3 separate regions of the Mus musculus genome follow, and regions 2 and 3 are each linked to region 1. A link is a contact called in public HiChIP or PLAC-seq and promoter capture Hi-C data. All regions are on one chromosome and are shown on one strand. The core of a region is the stretch at or near the end of the contact, and the rest is flanking DNA. Distances in the headings are between cores, read along the strand shown. Region 1 holds the start of Atp1a3 (ATPase, Na+/K+ transporting, alpha 3 polypeptide). Region 2 has its middle 15 kb from the start of Gm38965. Region 3 holds the start of Lypd4 (Ly6/Plaur domain containing 4).

Region 1 (4,615 bases), core at 1,233-3,732:
GCAACCAGACTTGCCTGCTGTCTGCCCCCAGACCCAGAGCTGCCTTCGGAACCTAGAGAAGGGCTGTAGCCCTGGAAGCCTGGGACCACCAAGGAAGAGTGCACCGGGGAGCTGGGAGCTTGGCTCCAGGCCAGCCCTGCAGCAATACTGCGTCTCAGACAAGGAGGCACGTATGGGCTGCAGGGCGTTGTGTCAGCCCCCGCAGATGAGGCAGACATGTGGAGGGATGTGAAAACAGCCAGTCTTGAGGTCAAGGGGAGAAGTGAGCCGGGTGGCAGGGGAATCAGCTGCCCTGTCCCCAAATCACTGGGAGCTGCAGTGTGGGTCTTTATGAGAAATAGAGGGCTCAACTTCTGGCTCCGACACAGAAGGTCTGGGGCCTGGACTCCTAGGTGTGAGGGAGGATGCTGGGCCTGGCCTCCTGAGTCTGAGGGAATGGGTTGAAGGCCTGAACCCTCATATCTGAGAAGGGAAGACTGGGAGTCCAGTCCCCTGGGAGGACAGTCGCATCCATGTCCCCAGGGACCAAGCCTCAGCTTCTTCTTGCCCTTGCCATGAGCAGATTCCCCTAGGGTGGCTTCCATCTGTTGGCATGAGGAACTGAGGCGTTCCCAGGAAAGACAGGAAGCTCAGATGGGCACACTGCAGGGTGGGAGCACCTCTAGGGGTGGGGGCTCTGTCTGCCTCATTGCAGCCTGCCACTGCAGCTCCTAGCCATTTTCCACGGCGTCCGTCCACCTCCTTGAAACCTGCATGGCTCACGCAGCCTCTGCCCTCCCCACCCCCATCTCGGGGTACCTGCCACTGTCTTTTCTAAAACCTTGACCAAGGCCTACCTTGACCTCCCGGTCTAACCTCTGCCTCTTCTTTCCACTACTCAAGTGTATTTTTTATTTGTTTGTTTGTTTGGTTGGTTGGTTGGTTTCTTTCAGTTTCTCCTTTGGTCTCTCTGTGTCTTTCCACGTCTGTCTCTCTCTTTGTCTCGATGTCTTGTCCCTTTTTTTTTTTTTGGTTTTCAATGTCTCTTTCTGTTTCTGCCTTGTCTGTCTCTCTCACATCTAAATCATTTCCTTCCCTTCCCATCCCCATTTCTCTAAGACCCCCCTTTCCCAAAGCCCTGCGCCCTCTCTTCTCTCCCAACCATCCGTACCCCCCCCACTTCATTCCACTTACCTGAAAGCCATCACTGACTCTCACTTCCCCCTTTCTCTCCTAACCCTCCCCCATCTAGCCCTCCCTCCCATCCCCCCTCACCCACCCAGCCCACAGATCTGCAGTTCCATCCCCCATCTTCATCCGTAGGCCCTTCATCCGCCATCTTTCTCCCCACCGTTCATGTTCCCTTTGGCTCCCCATGCTGACCCCTTTCTCTTTACCCGGGGAGGGGTCCCCCCAATCCATCCACTTCCTTCTCTGACAGCCCTCCCCAAGCCCCACCCCAGACACACAGGGAGGAATCCAGAGCTGCTGCAGGGGTCAAGTGGTCGGTCAAGGAAGGAGGCTGCATCTGCTGGAGAGATGCACAGACAGAGAAGGACACACGGACACGGAGGCAAGGACATAGCAGGCATGCGAGCTCCCCCCACCCCCACCACACGGCTGTGCTTGCACACCCTCAGCCAGGCACTTGTCTGCCAGCCATCTCCTGCTCCTCCCCCTCTTCCCAGCCCTCATGTCTGTACGCGCCCCCCCCCCCCCAGATTAGGGGCTGCGAAACCTCTGCAGCCCCAGGTCTGTCACTGCAGATCACCCTTATCCAGGTCTGCAAGGAGAAAGAGAGGTCATCTTATGTCTAACTCATAACCTGTATCTGTCTCCATTGAACCAGGGGAGGGGATGGGGTCTTGATGACCCCTAAACACTGGCATAGCTCTCAGACACACCCAGACAGGTAGCGGGCTTTGAGATGGGAGGGGGTGCACAGATGGCTGCAGACCCTGTTAGGGCTGCATTAATTAAGCCGGAAGCACGCGCACACACATTCGCCCTCAAGCATTTGCACTCGTGCCGCCACACTCATGCAAGGGGCACACGAGCAACCGCACAAGGTCAAACCGAGATGCTAAGGGCCAGCCCTCCGCCCCCCCGTGGACAAAGCCTCCAACATGCGCCACAGATTCCCCCTTCGACTCAATAGCCCACTTTCCCAGCCACACAAACTAGTCAGGTCAGCCGGCTCCCGGGTCCCCGCAGACTCGGCCCCAGGGCTCAGGAGGGCAGGAGACCCCAACTCCGGCACACAGCCAAAGTCACTGGACACGATGTCACGCACACAGAGTCCAGCCGACCCCTGCACCTACCCCCATCTTGGCGGCTCCGCGGGAAGAGCGGCGTTCAGACTGATGAGCGGTGGCCGCAGGATGGGCTCAGGCGCGGGCTCGGGCTGGGGGCCTCTGCAGCGCCCGCGCCGCGGTGGGAGCGTGCGTCTGTCGGTCCGTGGGTCCCACCGCACAGAGGCTGCGGCGGCCGGGGCCTCCGCCTCCTCATATGCCCGCGCCCGCGGGGGGAGGCGGCTCCGGCCAATCAGGAGCAGTACTGAGCAGACGGACAGCTTGCGGCCCGGCCCCCAGTACTGCAGCTGTACTCCCCCTTCCCCCCCTCACCGCTCCAACCTTGTTTCTGCAAAGTGGCGGCCACTGAGAAGCTGAGCACAGTGCGGGGGGGGGGGGTGATCCCGGACATCCCCAGGGTGGGGACTCAGAGACCCCCCCTCAATATAGGGAGGTATCTTAGGGACCGAGGCTTTGAGGGTGAGGCACCCTGGAATCTGCCTCCTTCTGGGAGTGGGGTAGATACAGGGTGGGAGGAAAGGCCCAGTGAATTGCAGTAATGCAGGGCCCCAGAGTGCCACCATCTTGCAGTATGTAGAAGGGACCCCAGGAGTCTATGTTTGACACTGTTCAGGAAGAAGATAATGCCTGATGGGGAGACATGTGGAGGGGTGTTGCGGAGGTGGGAGGGGGTCCTAATATCCTCTGCACTGTGTCCCCATGACTGAACTACCAAAGATGCATCACCACACACAGCACAAAGGAGACACAAAGCCACAAGAACATACCAGGGGGCCTGGAAATGCCCCCACCATGCAGGTACCACCATCACCTCCACGTGTACCACCAAAGGCTCTCAACCACATCCCAGTCACACCACACACACACCACCACCACCACCACCACCACCATGATCTTTCAACCAGAGGCTCAAAAACCAGCCAAAGGAGAATCTATAAAGAGCTCACACCCATCACACCACAAGAGAAACCCAGTCACGATGCGGAAGTGCTGTGGAGAGCCCACGCCCTCAGAACACCACCTCACAGACTCCCATCACACACTGCACCACAGCTGACCTTGCACCATCTCACACAGAGAGCCAAGAGATTGCTTCACTTAGCACCATTGCGCAAGCATAAGACCCACATTTCCTCCAGACACTCACAGAGGCCTCTGTGGCCACTGGCGCACAAACATACAATACCATCAAACACACTTGCACATACCCCGGTGTGTTTGGGGCATGAGAAAAGGCTTGCTGTACAAACAGGCCAGATAACTGCTGTGAATGACAGGCAAAAAAGTGCACACACTCACACATAACAGAGTCATTCAGAACTCAGCCACGAGAGACCATCTCACACATCCTACATTACTGCGCTGTCATGATGCAGGAGTTTGTTGCACCTTCAAACATATCCCAATGCTCCTACCCACACACCACACCCACATCCCCGTGTGTATAAAAGGATGCGCTTGTGTCCCGCCTCCTGCTTGTCCATGCTCTCAGGCCTGCCTCTCACACACAGCACCCATTATCCTCCTCATCCGAGCCTGAGGAGTCAGTCTCCCATGCCCACCTTGACAACATTTTGCTCATGGGAACATTTTAGACTCTCTCTGGGGATGCTGGTAGAAGACAGGGGTGGGGAACGAGAACTCTGGCCAGGAGCAGGGAGTGAGTTGACTATGCAGGGTTTGGTGCATGCTAAGATTAAGGATCTGATGGCCATGGTGGAACATGCCTTTAATCCCAGCACTCAGAAAAGCAGTCTTTATGGCAGATCTTTATGAGTTCAAGGCCAGCCAGGTCTTCACAGAAAGCACCAAGACAACCAGGAAATACATGGTGAGACCTTGCTCAAAAAGGGGTTTGAGGAGTAAGATGATCCTGACCTCAAGGGGACATGGGAAAGGAGGGACACAGAGACACAGAGTGATGGCCTTGGGCAGGAATAGAGATAGTACCACATTAGAAGGAGGAAGGGGGCTTCCCCCAGCACCTAGAGCTTCATCACAACCCTGTTCTCTGGCCCATTCCCATCCCTCCTGCGGTCCCCTGTTGCCATGGTAACAGGGAGGCTGACTCTGCAGCAAAGGAGGTTGGGCCTGCAGATCCGGCTTGTTGCCATGGAGACAAGGGAAGGAGAAGGAGCCCCACCTTTCAGCACAGGTGCAGGTGTCTGAGGGGGGGGGGGTCTCAGACACCCCTTCCTCAAGTCTGTTCCTTACCCATGGGATGGAGGGATTTTTACCAACATTTATTCATTTATCCTTTCCTTCTCTCAAGATGTAATAAGCCTGGAGGTCTGTGCCTGGTCCACAGAGGACAGGTTAGAGAT
Region 2 (4,615 bases), core at 1,480-3,979, 170 kb before region 1:
CAAAGCATGTGGCATAGAATATAATTGGCACGGAGGGTGTCTGCCCAGCCTAGGATCTTTACAGCAGTGGACTACAGCCCCGGAGGCTGAGCTAGGCCAGGCAGTGCAAGCCAGCCCTGGAAAATGGCTGACTCGCTTATGGAAAATATCTGTAGATTTTGGAGGGATATATGGAGGAAGGCACCCCCCATGCCAATGTACCCAGTCTTGCTCTGTTAATGAAACCATTGAGGTAAGCGATGAAATAGATCTCTGAATACCGTATTAGGCCTTGCTAATATCTCTCTCTGTTAGCATCCCCATAGCAACCTAACATCAGCTGTCACTTACTCTGACTGGATGGTGGTGGGCCTTCAGATAGACATGTGGCCCACCCTCTGAAAAAATAAGATTTTGTTACATAATGCTAACTTTGGGTTGATTGTCTTAGAGATTTGTAAGAGGCATCTAGAAGAATAAAGACATTATTTACTGGGCTGGGTCACCCAGCCTCACTTCATACCTCCCTCCCCCCAGTCACCTCTGGACCTTCTTATAGAAGATGTATCCCCCAAAGCAACAGACAGGGGCATCCGCCATGCAGAGAGTGCCTTTCTGATACCCACCAAAAAATGACTTTAATTCCCTCTTCTGATATCCTTCCACCACAGATCAACCGTCAAAAAATTTCCTGTTGTCACCCCTGATTGTGGCTAGCTTGGCTGCTGAAGTCCTGGCTGGGCTGGCTATCCTAGGAAGCCTGGTGTATTTGGTGTTTCTCAAGAAGTTTGACAAGTATGGTGCCTTTCCTCTTCCCCTTCCTCCCTGCTTGGGAACAGAAAAGGTTTTCTTCATCTCTGTCTCTGGACTAAGCCTTTCCTACATGCCTGCTTCTCATTAACTCTTGGAGGTCCTCAAATCCCTGCCTTCCCGATGACTCCCCGGTCCCTCTCTCTGTTGCTCATGTCCCTCCCATTCCCATATGGCTTAGAGTAAAAGACCCCATTGTATTTCTCTGTCTCCCAGTCGGGAAAGCCGCAAAAGAATACACGGGGAGGAACAAAAGAACTGGACGAGAGCAAAAGAGTAGTACAGAAAGGTAGGTCTGAGAATCTAGAGGAGACACAAGCATCCTCGGGGTCCCCTGGAACAACCTGGGGCTGGGGAGGGAAGACGAATTGGGGTGTGTGTGAAGATAGACTGTGCAGAGCACCCAAAAGAGCCACTCCCCCCAAAATAACCATCCCCAGCACCAGGTAGAAAGATAGCAAATGACAGGGCAAAGGGAGCAAAGGCAGGGAGGGGACAGCTTAGATGGGAAGGGAGGCAGCGCCAAGAGAGACAAGTCAGGAGTCATGGATCCCAGGGTGCTCCCCAACTCAGGAAGCAAACAACAGTGACAATGTCTCCAACTTATGTAGAGCAAGAAGTAAGAGCATTCTCAGTGAGGACAGCCAACACTGTCCACCCCGGGTAAGCACAGCCACTGACCAAGGGGAACCAGAAGGTTCTACCACCTGTCCCCACCATGGCATCTGGGACACCAGCCACTGTCCACTGTCTGACTCACAGAGCAGATCTTCTTTCCCCAGCCCTCAGTTGCTGGAGGTCCTCACCTCTTCCCGGCCACAGGAGACCAGGTCAGTGCTGAAGGGAGATTCAGTCCACCTAGGTGGGGCAGGTCTGAGGGAACCACGTGTCCAGGAGCCCGTTCCTCTTGCTAATGGCTCCCCCCACCCCTGAGGGTCCTGGACACTCATTCTCCTTTAGGAAACTCTGCCGTGAGTGTGAATTGTGTCCCTTGTCTTCATAGGAGCATGTCCCTGACACATACCCCTGAGGAAAGATTTATCACAGCTCTGTGATCTGGGAGAACCCCTGCACCAAATAATCCAGGCTTCTGTCCTTGTTGCCTCTCCTCTGGCGCTAATAAGCTCAGTCTGCAGAACAGACTCTGTAGCACGCAAACTCTAACCGGCCATGCGCATCACCAACCCTCAGGCCTCAGCGTGTCTAGCCCCGCCTCCTTCAGCTACAAATGGCGAGTCTTAGATCAACTTTGCCTTTCTGTGCTCTGGTGACTCTTCTCGTTCTTCCTCCCGCAGGTCACAGGCCCCACAACAACTCTCCTTGAGTGTGAGGCAAGTATTGCAACTCACACTTCCTGTTTCCTCTCAGAGGGCTCTGTGGGAACTGGGGACTCAGAGCCACAACTGTGCTGTCAAGTGTGTGTCCTTAGTGCCTCGTGCAACAGACAAGGAGCTTCGCCTCCCCTGTCCTTAGCCTGCTCACCTACATTCTGCCCCCTATAGAGAGAGGTCAAGGGTGCCACTGAGCTCTCACCTGTAGCTCCCAGCACAGACCCAAACAAGGAAGGGCCACACCCTTCCGCCTTGTCTAGCATCATCGGAACCTGCTCTGGCCTTCAGTGGAAGGGATTCCATTCAAAGCAGTGAGGGGTGCAGGTCCTGGGGTCTCTGCATTCCCTTCTACCCTGCACTCTTGTCCTTTAATCTGTCAGATGAATTCAGACAAGACACAGGCATTGGACAGGAGAGTGGCAGGTTTCTTAGAGAAACAAGGAAGGCCCGGGAGTGAGGGTGGGCATCGGCCAAAGGACCCACTGCAGATGGAAGGCCCTCAAGGGGTGGACAATGGCCAGAGGACCACGGGCTGCATGGTTAGGTAGGCTGGGGCTTCGTGGTTAGGTAGGCTGGCTACTGTGTTCTAAAGTCTGCACAGACAGCCTTCCTGAGGCGTGGCTTCCTGCTCAGGAGATTGACAGACCATGTGGGTTGAGGAGGAGAGGATGACCGTGTGCCTGTGTTCTCTGTCAGAAAACTCCTGCCACAGAACTTCTTACGTCCTTTTAACAATTGAGAAAGGCAGTGTTCTCAAAGCTGTCTTCCCACTCTAGTCTGGACCAGTCCTCTATCTGAGATGTACGCTGTTGGTAGTCCTCTTTAGGGCTGTCTGTCATCTTTGTACCTACCAAGGCTATTGTGTCATATTCTACTTATACTCTCAGAGGTGGAACCCACCCACAGTGAGCACACAAACCTGTCCTCCTCCCCAGACACACATTGCTGTCACATTTCCTACAGAGGGCAAAGGCAGTCTGACAGTGCACATCCTCGCACACATCTGGCTTTCATTCTGCTCTGTAGCCCATCTGGATGTCTGACTGTGAGTGACAGGAGCCCTCTCCCACAGCTGCAGCAAGGTGAGGCTCGGGCCTGTGGTGCTGATGTCACTGATCAACTCCCATCCTTTCAGGTGGATGGCGTCTGTCCAGAACACCAAAACCCAGCAACCCAACCAGCCAACTTCAGCCCCCAGGCTATAGCAGTCATGGAACTGGGCCCCCAGGCTATAGCAGTCATGGAACTGATTTTCTGAAGTTAAAAAAAAAAAAATCAACAGGATCTGGCCTGCTGACCTCACAGCTGCGTACCAGTCCCTACCCTTGCCTCTCACTAAGAGAGCTCTTTAAACTCAGGTGATAGCAGGACAGGGGCTTGTAGCATGCACAATGCTTCCAAGCTGTCTCAGGTCGCTAGACCGAGAGGGATTGGTGGTGAATTAATTTACCTGTTAGAGGAAAGGCAGCTTGGAGGGGAGCCCCTAGAGTGCACTTGTAAAAAAAAAAAAAAAAAAAAAAAAGCAATGGGTTGAGTTGTGGGGAGGGGGGCGTCCTCATGCTGAAAGAATTGGCTTTAAGGTTATGGTGACTTTGCATGCAGACTCCTGGTGCATAATTTGCATATGCCAGTAGCTTACCTGACTCTGAGTGAGCTTTGAGATTTGTCTTCCCTCTCCTGGAAGTTCACCAAGCCAACTTCTCCAAACCCTTGCATCAGGTGGACAGCCCCTCCTCTCGCAGGCACCCTGACTAAAGAAAGAGAGCCCCTGGGTCTGGGAACGCCATTCCTCTGGCCGGCGTTCCAGGCAGGAAAAGTCTCCTTTGTCACCCTCTGCACAGACTGGCTAGCGACCCTATGATAGAGCCTCTCCTTTGGCACATTTCATCCAAAAATGTTAATTAACCCTAAGACTGAAAGGCTCTATTAAGTCACAATGTCTCAAGTTGTCCTGTTGAAAGGACAGCCTAAACCCCATTGTCTCCCTTTAAGGACCAGGCCTGATTTCAAAACGAGCAAACCCCAAGTCCCAGAAACTAGGCCACAAGGCATCACCTCCAGGAACAGACCATAAAATCCAGAAACAAGGTCATAAAACCTCGTCCCACAAGAACAGCCTGGGGATAACCGCAAGAATGGAAAATATCTTATCCCAGGATGGGTCATCTGTGCTGGGCAGTCCTACCTCATCCTGTAGTTCATGACATAGGAATGCAGACAACTGACCACCTGGCACAGCCAATCAGAAGCCAACCTCTGTGACCTCCCCAGCACCCACCAATCAAATTTCAGATTACCTAACCCACTCTCTAAATATACAAGAACTAACATAGTCGCCAATCAAAGTTATACTCATGTCACCACTTTGGCCCCTGCCAATCACATTAGAGATTACCTAATCCTTCTAGAGAGTTCACCTGGTTCCCTATAAGAAGGCCTGCGTGCCTTTGTCTGGGGTCGCCATTTTGGAAAATGGTTGACTCCCTCATGCTGAT
Region 3 (4,615 bases), core at 1,003-3,502, 140 kb before region 1:
AGCTGCTGTAGTATGGGCTCCCTTGAGACCTTCAATGACACAGGTTTCCCATCTCTGTGGTCTCCCCTTCCTCTTCATACCCAGCATCATCTGCTTTCCAAAGGACACCTCTCATCACTCTCCTGCCTAGGTCCTCCCCCTGGCCATGGTGCTGATCCAAAGACCCACCATTACACAGGCTGTTCTCCAGCCAAACCCAATGAAATCAGAACAGCAAATTGAGAATTAGCACTTTAATGTGAACCAAGCATGGTAGATCACACTTGCACACCTGCAGCCCCAGCACACAGGAGGCTGACCTACATTTAAGGCCAGCCAGACCAAACGAACAAATTCACTGCATCAGGCCCTGTCTCAAATATAAAAAGCCCGGGAGAGAGTAGATACAGACATATTTTTAAATCCCCTCTTTTGAGTAAGGAAATTAAAGTATTTGGAACTGAAGAAAATAACAACCATAATACACATCACTCGCGGACAAAGATGCAGATAAAATCTGCAGGAAACTAAATATGGTCTAGTTACAGTATTACGCCATCGATTTCATGATAATATAACATGATGGTATATGCCTATAACCCCAACACTTGTAAGGGGGAGACTGGAGAACCAGAAGCTAAAGATCACCTTGAACTCCATAACACGTTCAAGGCTAGCCCAGCCTTCCCTGTGTCAAACATAAACAAAACAACAAAAACTACACAAAACATACAATCGTATTCAAAGCAAATTGCATAAGAAAATATGTATTACTTTAAACTGACAAAACGAAGGCTCTTCTATACATCACCAAGAAAAAGAGAGGGAAGTTCGGCTAAGCCCATGAAGAAACAAACTATCCTCTCAAAGAGTCAAGACTGGGCTTTTGAGGAGGTGCTCAAGTCTAACCATAGCCTGGGAAATGCAATTATCTTGCGAACTGTATCATTATACAACTCACAGGCTGACAGCAATCAGTGAGCTGGAAAGGGGCGACTGTTGGCAGACTTGAGGTAATAAAGACACTTCTGTACACTGTTGTTTGTGGAGTGATTGAGGGAAGAGTGGATGGGACCCCTGGGAAAAGAGGAATTGGGAGTTCCCAGCAGTGCCTGAAGCCTAGTGCAGGGAGAAGTTTTACAATAGTCAAATTCGGTTTATAAATACCCACTAGATAACTATAATAAAAATCTTCACCCTCCAATACATGAGGAGACATCGTTGTGTGATGTGACAGGTAAGAGGTTCACCCCTCTTAAAACTAAGGGAGTGCACAACCTGCAGGGAGGCACACACCACAGAACAGCACACCACAGAAGCAATTGATGTACACATGCAGCCGCCGGGCAGTGGTGGCAAAGGCCTTTAGTTCCAGCACTCCGGAGTCAGGGGCAGGTGAAACTTTTAGTTTGAGGCCAGCCTGATTAGTGGCCCAGCGATTAAGAGCACTGATTGCTCTTCCAGAAGTCCCAGGTTCAATTCCCAGCACCTACACAAAGAGCTCACAACTTTCTTTAACTCCAGTTCCAGGGATCCAACAGCTCACACCAAAGCACATGAAATAGTAACAATTTTTAAAAAGTATAGATGTACACATGCACGTGGGTTAACCACGAAAAGCACAGTGCTGTCATTAAATAAGACATGACCACATCCACAAAATTCTCGTGTATTCAAGACGCTATACATCTCTAGAGGTCACACACAAAATCAGAAGACACACAACTAACCACCTTAGGACGACTGCCTACGGGAATGGAGATGCACAGGATGGCGAAATAATTGAAACCGCGTGGGAGGGGCTACAACGTTGCCAGGCTCAGCGCTCTCCAAGCTAAACCAAACTTGTAATCTCCAAGTCCGAGTTCAATTAGCTGGGAAATCTCGGGCACTTTGTCAATCTCTTCTTCATTCACAAAAAAAAACAAAAAACGTAGGGCTATTCATCCCTCCGGGTCATTGTGAATAATAATAAGATTATTCAGACGAGTACCAGAAGGCCAACCGCTTAAGCGTTCACTTCTTTTGAGCTCCCTCCTCCCGATGTAAACTCAGCCTCTGTTCAACCCACCATTAAGCAATCCCAACACCCCAGGCTGGGCAGAAAGCACCTTTCCAGCTCCAGGACACATCCTCTGTATAGCAGTAGTCCAGCTGGAAGTCACTTCTGCCACCTTCTTTAGCCAGGAATGCCACAGACACCCGGGTGCTGTAACCCAGATGTGCGTGGCAAAAGGCAGGCTAAAAAGCCTGCCCTAAACACCAGGCATGGAGGGGGAGCCGAAGGAGGCCTAAGCGCGGAGCCCAGGTTATGCGCAGGCGCAAGCGCAGTGGGTCTGAGTCAACGCCTCAGGACCACGGTTCCTGCGGTGGGGGGGCAGGGTGGGGCAGGGCCAGCCTCGCTCTGGCTGAGGTCATTCGACGCCCCATTGGCTGCCTGCTTGCAAAGTGAAGAACAGTCTGGTGAGGTAAAGGAGGAAGGCAACGTGTGTGAGACTCAACTCGACGCGCTATTGGCTGGCGTGATTGTTGCCGCGGAGAAGCGGGTAGGCAAGAAAGGGGCGGGCCATCGGGGGACGATTGCAAACCCTATTGGCTGCGCGGCGCCGCCGAAGCGCTGTGCTTGGAGCTCATTGGTCCTTGTGTGAAGGAGCGAGCGGGAAAAGCCGCTCGAGCCGGCCGTTCCTCTTCGCCACTGTGTCGCCCTTTTCTCTGGGCCTTCTCCTGGCTGACTGTGATTCGGCTCGAGGCTGTGGTAACCACCCGCTGGCGGCATGAACATCATACCGCCCCTCCTTGCCCCGCCTCTCCTGAGCTGGGTCCCCACCATGGCCTCCCCTTGTTGCCCCCTCGCGCTGCTCAGCTCTACCCCCCACCCCCACCTCCTGAGCGCGGTCCTCGTGCCCAGCCCCCTCCCTGGGACCCTGGGGCGGGAGGGGCCGCAGGCCCAGCGTTTGGGGGTGATGGATGACTGCTGGAAGGGGGGCACCCAAGTAATGCTTGCTTGGGAAGGGGCAGTGCATGCTATTAACACGGGGTATAGGGGCGTAAGCGCCTCAGGCTGCAGTGGCTACATGGATTGTCAAGACGCCCATGCAGCTGGGTACAAGAAAGTGGCGTCCTGAGAACACCTTTGGCCTACATCAGGACTCCGCACTTAGCAGGGACTCAGTAGCCATTTGGGAAGGGGGATCTTTGTTTGTTTGTTTGTTTGTTTGTTTGTTTTGTATCTATGACAGGGTCTCATGTAGCCCAAAAACTACTGATCCTCCTGCCTCTACCCCACAAACCTGTACTCTTAAGAGTCTGCCACCACACTCAGTCAGGTTTTGTTGTTGTTGATTTGGGAGGGGGGATCGAGACAGGGTTTCTCTGTGTAGCCCTGGCCGTCCTGGAACTCACTCTGTAGACCAGGCTGGCCTCGAACTCAGAAATCCGCCTGCCTCTGCCTCCCAAGTGCTGGGATTAAAGGCGTGCGCCACCACTGCCCGGCTTTCTTTTCTTTTCTTTTCTTTTCTTTTCTTTTCTTTTCTTTTCTTTTCTTTTCTTTTCTTTCTTTCTTTTTTTTTTTTTTTGTAAAGATAGTCAATTGCCCAAACTGGCCTAGAACTCACAACAATATCCCTGCCTTACACTCCTGTCGGGATTACAGATCTCAGCTAGCATGCGTGGTTTAGTAAATATTTGTTAAACTAATGGAGTCTGAATAAAATATCTAGCAAGCAGGTGGTATAGGCCAATAATGTAATCTCAGTTTTCCAGGAGGCTGAGGGAGGAGGATAGCAAGTTCAAGGCCATCCGGGACCACTTAGCAAGACCTTGTCTCAAAAAAAAAAAAAAGTGGGGAGGCTAGGGAGACTAGGGAGGTAGCTCAGTGAGGAGCATTTGGCTAGCATGTGTTTATAAGGCTTTAGGTTCAATGTCCATTTTTTAAAAGGCAAATCCCCTCGTGAAAATGGGATAGAAAATCACTCTTTCTTTTTAAATATTTATTATAGTATAAATAACAGACACACCAGAAGAGGGCATCGGACTCTATTACAGATGGTTGTGAGCCACCATGTGGCTGCTGGGAATTGAACTCAGGACCTCTGGAAGAACAGCCAGTGCTCTTAACCACAGAGCCATCTCTCCAGCCCTATAGAAAATCTCTTGGGGATAATATTGTTACTATAGAGTACAAAAACAAAAGCCGGACTTTGGTGACAGACACCTTTAACCCAGAAGCAGAGCAGATGAATGTCTACCAGTTTGAGTCCAACCAGGTCTTCATAGAACATTCCAGGCCAGCCAGGGATACATACACACATAATAGTGAGATCTTGTCTCCAAAAGTAATTAATTTTTTAAAAAAATCAAGGGGGCTCAGTGGATAAAGCAGCACCTTGACCACATCTGTGAGTACCTGAGCTCAGACCCCCACATTAAAAGGTGGGTGCAGTGACGTCTGTCTGTGATCCCACTAGGGGTGAGGAGCTGAAACAGGTGGATCTCTGAAGCTCATCGGCCAGCCAGTCTAGCTAAACTGGAGAGCAGTGGAGGAGACACATCTAACGTCGGCCACTAGGCTCCTCCAGTAATGCTTACACGCTGTTAAAGCACACACCCCCCCCCAGAGTCACAGTGAGAGCAGAGA

What was found. HiChIP or PLAC-seq counts read pairs in DNA pulled down with a chosen protein or histone mark. Capture Hi-C pulls out chosen DNA fragments and counts their contacts.
Region 2: a contact with region 1 is called in an H3K27ac HiChIP or PLAC-seq map of large pre-B cells, with 4 times the contacts expected there. The contact joins the enhancer-like site here to the promoter of Atp1a3 in region 1. A contact is called at or near these places in 1 of 15 datasets of contacts at CTCF or cohesin (CD8 T cells), 1 of 484 Hi-C or Micro-C datasets (nephron progenitors), 5 of 115 datasets of contacts at active chromatin or transcription factors (acute myeloid leukemia, embryonic stem cells, large pre-B cells and 2 more) and 1 of 9 other capture datasets (embryonic stem cells).
Region 3: a promoter capture Hi-C map of liver shows a contact between it and region 1. The contact joins the promoter of Lypd4 here to the promoter of Atp1a3 in region 1. A contact is called at or near these places in 2 of 484 Hi-C or Micro-C datasets (embryonic stem cells and granulocyte-monocyte progenitors), 1 of 115 datasets of contacts at active chromatin or transcription factors (the SCID.adh cell line) and 2 of 9 other capture datasets (adipose tissue and liver).

What each region holds. Positions count from the first base shown.
Region 1 is chr7:25,003,455-25,008,069 of GRCm38.p6, forward strand. It overlaps Atp1a3 (ATPase, Na+/K+ transporting, alpha 3 polypeptide), which reads right to left and starts at 2,483. Exons shown (of 23, transcript NM_001290469.1): 1 at 2,301-2,483. The coding sequence starts at 2,306.
Region 2 is chr7:24,836,877-24,841,491 of GRCm38.p6, forward strand. It overlaps the pseudogene Gm5893. Among named protein-coding and RNA genes, the nearest start is that of Gm38965, 15 kb to the right of the region's middle. Within about 2 kb of position 2,730, at least 72 of the 459 cell types and tissues checked have an H3K27ac peak or open chromatin away from gene starts, as enhancers often do. A contact at or near this core is called in CD8 T cells, acute myeloid leukemia and memory CD8 T cells, where this site is marked.
Region 3 is chr7:24,867,439-24,872,053 of GRCm38.p6, forward strand. It overlaps Lypd4 (Ly6/Plaur domain containing 4), which reads right to left and starts at 2,253. Exons shown (of 5, transcript NM_182785.3): 1 at 2,091-2,253. It overlaps Dmrtc2 (doublesex and mab-3 related transcription factor like family C2), which reads left to right and starts at 2,619. Exons shown (of 9, transcript NM_027732.2): 1 at 2,619-2,734.